Linked DNA regions of Sus scrofa: region 2 is linked to region 1. Evidence: chromatin contacts called from public HiChIP or PLAC-seq data. All regions are on one chromosome and are shown on one strand. The core of a region is the stretch at or near the end of the contact, and the rest is flanking DNA. Distances in the headings are between cores, read along the strand shown.

Region 1 (2,559 bases), core at 18-2,517:
AGGTTAGGAACCTTACTAGTATCCATGAGGATTTGGGTACGATCCCTGGCCTCACTCAGCGGGTTAAGGATCCGGTATGTCCGTGAGCTGTGGTGTAAGTTGAAGACGCAGCTCAGATCTAGCATTGCTGTGGCTGTGGTGTAGGCAGGCAGCTACAGCTCTGAATCAGCCCCTAGCCTGAGAACTTCCATATGCCTTGGGTTCAGCCCTACAAAAAAAAAAAAAAAAAAAAAAAAAGTTGCCTCTGTGCCCAGAGAAGAGGGCAGTGCCACTCTCACCTGTCCCTTATCTCTTCTTTCCTAGTTGATTTTCACAATTGCAGGGTTGGGTTTGACGTGAGACATGCAAAAAAAATGAGAAGGGAGGGGCGATGTTATAAACCCATTTGATGTAATCCAAATGGATTCCATCAGCTTGCTGCATCACGGAGATGAACTTAACATGAGCGAGCATCATTCCTCTGGCAGGGCTGGAGCTCAGTTCCAGAGAGCGTCCGTGTCAAATGAGAGGAGAGCAAGAGTCTTATTAAGGCCCTGGCTGACATCTCACCCCAAAAAGAGAACATAGAAGTTGGCCTGGTGTGCTGTCCACACAGGGAGTCCTGTGAATAGGGCCCCAATGTCAGGCCCAGTCTCAGTGGCCTTTTGCACCATCCAACACAGGCTGGCCATGAGCATTTTTTGCACTGCACCAGGATTGAGGTTTAATTTGTGCAGAAACAACAGGCATAAACTAGTTGTGTAGCTTATCTGTTGCACAATAGCTTAAACAGAGCCAAATTATACTCCTGTCCTCCCAGCAGGCGTGCCCACTAGCGCTGACACACACACACACACACACACACACACACACACAGACCTCGAGAAGATCTATTATAGCAGAAAGATCGATGACTCTGTTCCTCTTTCTTTAGAATTATAAGATAAGCCCTTTACTTGTCCTGAATCTTCGGTCACATTCAATGTATATGCAAAAGTTCAAAGGCTGACTCTGACAAAGGGCGTTTGGAGAAGTACGATAAAATGTGTCTGATAAAACACACACAAAAGACTTTAGCAATAAAGACTTATAAACTGGGAAAGCAGGACTTGGGCAGCGGGTTTGAAACAGTATTATCTACAGCTTCAGCACTGAAAGATAGTGGCCCGGAGCAGGAGGCTTTATCTGGCCTCCACAAGAAGAGAGATTGTACCGCCCCCGAACCACCCTGTCTGCAAAGCCCAGGAAACACCTTGCAGAGGGACTGATGCAACCATCACCACCCTGGCCAGCCCTTGGTGACAGTTAAGAAGTGTCACAACACAGCATTGAGCAACCACCTCATGCATCATCTCGGCCTGGCCTGTGTTTTACGCGACACTTTCCCACTGGAGAGACAAAATGGGACGTTTAGGCTGACATTTTTTTGGTTCTTCCCTTGCTTTCAGTTTAGATCGTCAAAGAGAGGCAAGGGGCATTTTCCCTTCTGCTTTTCCCATACAGTTTGAAACATCCTTTCCCAACTGACGTTTCAGGTAGAGGATTAGTCACAGTCGTTCTTTGCATCTTATTGCATTAATTTCTCGAGAGTTTCAAGGGGTTCTCCGTACCTCTCCTGGGAGATTCATGACTCAGTCCCCGCAGTTTCTTCAAAGCTGGAGTTTAATTTATGTGATTGCAATTGGAAAGCCACTTTGAAAGGGGAGAAATCAACTTAGTTTTTCGTGAGTTCTAAATTTTCTGTAAATAAAATTTCACAAGTCTATCCCTCTTAAAAAAAAAAAAAAAAAGTAGCAACACAGCTGTTGATAGAGTAGCAGGTTTGGGTGCATGGCAGTAATGCACAGGTCAGGGGTTCCCCAGATCAGCTGCTATTGAGGGACCTGGGGAAAAAAACACTCATTTTTTTTTTTTGGAACTTCCCTTTCCCTCTATAAATGCACAGATTATACAAAGTGTCTGCTTAGACACTTCTTACTTCCCAAAATAATCGGATGTCATTCCACAGAAGGGTGGCCCTCAAAATAGTTCCACTCTTGGAGTTCCTGTTGTGGCACAGCAGAAATAAATCCAACTAGGAACCATGAGGTTGCAGGTTAAATCCCTGGCCCTGCTCAGTAGGTTAAAGATCTGGCATTGCCGTGAGCTCTGGTCTAGGTTGCAGACCCATCTCAGATCCTGCATTGCTGTGACTGTGGTGTAAGCCAGCAGCTGTAGCTCTGATTTGACCTCTAGCCCGGGAACCTCCATATGCTGAGGGCGTGGCCCTAAAAAAGAAAAGAAAAAAAAAAGTTCCACTCTGATTTGTTTTATAATAATCCTTCACCACTGATAGCTGTGCCTGGCTTTTCCAAGTGCTTCAGCGGCAATGGTTGAGTGTGGTCTTGTCTCTGTACGACTGGATCACTTTGTTGTACCGCAGAAATTTATCATAGCCTTGTAAATTAACTATACTTCAACAAAATTTTTAAAAATACAAAAAATAAAGACTTTAAAGATGTGAAAAAAAAATAATGTGGTCTTCTGAATAACCTGCTGACAACATCAGGGCTCTAGGCTTGGCCAGTGAGGAGATGGAGG
Region 2 (2,559 bases), core at 40-2,539, 220 kb before region 1:
CCAACTAGGAACCATGAGGTGGCAGGTTCAATCCCTGGCCTTGCTCAATGGGTTAAGGATCTGGCGTTGCCCTGAGCTGTGGTGTAGGTCGCAGATGCAGCCTGGATCCTGCATTGCTGTGGCTGTGGTGTAAGCTAGTGGCTACAGCTCCGATCAGACCCCTAGCCTGGGAACTTCCATATGCCTCGGGGCGGGGGGGGTGCTGAATAGACAAAAAGCCAAAAATAACAATAATAAAAAAAATACTCTTTTTCCTTTCTGAAATCATTTCTTTTATATTGTGGAAAAATACAAATAACATAAAATTTATCCTTTGAGACATGTTTCAATGTACAGTAAGTGGCATGAAGTACATTCACATATTTCTTTCTTTACAGTAAAGTTTAGGAGTTCCCATTGTGGCTGGGTGGGTTAAGAACCTGATGCAGTCTCTCTGAAGATGGGGGTTTTATCCCTGGCTTTGCTCAGTGGGTTAAGCATCTGGTGTTACCAGAAGCCATGGCATATGTCTCAGAGGCAGCTCAGATCTGGCATTGCTGTGGCTGTGGCGTAAGCCTGCGGCTATAGCTGATTTGAGCCCTAGCTCGGGAACTTCCGTATGCCTCAGGTGCTGCCATAAAAAGAAGAAAAAAAAAGACTTAGATAAGTGTTAAGAAAGGAAATTGGGAAAGAAAATAAAGTATGGATGCTCTAGAGGAGTCTGGCCTTGTACCTTATGGTCACTGAGTTGGTGACAGGCAGCTAATGGGATGACAGGAGATGGCACAGAAAGTGTTCCAGAAATAGTTGTTCATTTAAATTAAAGTCAACCAAAATTGGAGGGACTTTTCCCCAGGGCTTGAAATTCAACATTTTCATTGAGGCAGCACCTGATGCTTTCTGGAAATAGGTGCACACTTATTTTACAACTCACCGTTGCTTTAATATTACCATGTTACTCAGTCTCGCCCCTTTTTAGATGTGCCAATATTCTTTCTTCTTTCTTATCTATTAGCTCACCAGAGGCCAGGCTGATGCCATGTTCCCACTTGTGAGTGTCAAAAGTAGACAAAATCAATGAATCTCTCAAACGTGGAGGGCTTGAAAAACCACAATGGTGTGTTTCCTGCAATTCATCGTGCCGACAAGCGGGGATTAGGAAAGATGATCACAAAGAAAGTGAGTCAGGGGTGGGGGAGGAACCTGGGAATTAATTTTTGGCCTTTTTCCCTAAGAGCAAACTGGGAAGTGAAATCTCCTATTAGGGTTAGTGATGCTGAAGGTCAGTATGGATTGGGAAAGATGTATGGGGACATCACATGAGGTTCGAGTTAAAGCAGAGTAGGGAATGAGAACTTGCTGGTTCCAAGTGATGGATGACAATGGATGCCAGTTTCCAGAGTGTAATAGATGCTGAAACATGTCATGTCACTCTTGAGGCATGAATGCTTCAGAGCAGATGCTGTCTCTGCAGGAAGGGACCCACCCACCCTGGAGGAAGGAGCCCAGAAGTAAGAACCAGCAGCCCTGACATCAGGCTCGCCTCTGACACTAATTGGTGGGGGAGGCTCAAACAAGGACATAAACTAGGTGGCTCTCGACTCCCCTTAAAACAAGGCATATGGGCGGCCAAGGTAGACTCCAGCTCCTAATCACGATGGAAAACCAGTGCCAGTGACTCTATTTGTCCATATCGGTTACAGCCTAAAACTCTCCAATTGAAAACTTCCTTCCCAAGGCCACCGGGATGAGAAATGAACCCGGGGTCATTTGGGGTTTCACGCCCAGAACTGTCACCTGTCAACAAAGCCCTCGATATCCAGATATTCGGGAGTGCTATGGGAAGTACAAACTTACTTTCAGCTCTTTTAAATCACCTTTTTGATTCTTTACCAACTCTATTCCATATTCACTTTCTAGGTAACCGGTTAATCAAGCCAGAACCAGCAGTAAAGTCACCATATGCAAGGATCCAGTGTCCCACGTGGTCAACCAAATCTGTCTTATCCTTTTATAAGACGTAGAATCCCAGCAGAAAATCTCATGGAGATAAAAAAAAAAAAAAATCCAGCAAGGAAAAAAGTTTTCTTATTCTGGCATGCATTAGTCAGGCAGTTGGTAAAATGTGCAAATACCTCTATGCACAGTAAAGACTACTTAATAAAAACCTTCCCCTGTGCATGTTTATCCTTTAACAGACCTTTAAAAAATAAGTCTCAGTGTGTTTCATTTTTGTCTTTATTTTTTTTCATATTCTGGATACAGGATTCAGCAGCATTCTTGCAACTGGGGGACAGGAATGTGTTCTGTGGGTATTTAGATAAGTTGCCCTGTACCGGACGTGGTATCTTTCTACTATGTAGACGCAGTACACACTCCTTCTATTGTAAATCTCTCTCTGATCTGCACTTTTTGGAATGTTTAGGGAGCAAAACGTCGTGTAAGGGTGCACAATTGCAACAAGTAGTAGATGAGACCATAGAGATCGAATGCACAACAGAATGACTACAGACCACAATCTGGTGCTATAATTACGCCGTGCGATAGAGGTGCTAAATATTGCTACAATGGAAATCATAT

Evidence for each region. HiChIP or PLAC-seq counts read pairs in DNA pulled down with a chosen protein or histone mark.
Region 2: an H3K27ac HiChIP or PLAC-seq map of alveolar macrophages shows a contact between it and region 1. The contact joins two enhancer-like sites. A contact is called at or near these places in 1 of 47 Hi-C or Micro-C datasets (embryonic fibroblasts) and 1 of 2 datasets of contacts at active chromatin or transcription factors (alveolar macrophages).

The regions. Positions count from the first base shown.
Region 1 is chr13:198,487,654-198,490,212 of Sscrofa11.1, reverse strand. The region is part of intron 1 of RUNX1 (runt related transcription factor 1); the gene reads left to right. Among named protein-coding and RNA genes, the nearest start is that of RUNX1, 150 kb to the left of the region's middle. Within about 2 kb of position 1,267, at least 12 of the 83 cell types and tissues checked have an H3K27ac peak or open chromatin away from gene starts, as enhancers often do. A contact at or near this core is called in alveolar macrophages, where this site is marked.
Region 2 is chr13:198,706,616-198,709,174 of Sscrofa11.1, reverse strand. No RefSeq gene overlaps it. Among named protein-coding and RNA genes, the nearest start is that of RUNX1, 73 kb to the right of the region's middle. Within about 2 kb of position 1,289, at least 2 of the 83 cell types and tissues checked have an H3K27ac peak or open chromatin away from gene starts, as enhancers often do. A contact at or near this core is called in alveolar macrophages, where this site is marked.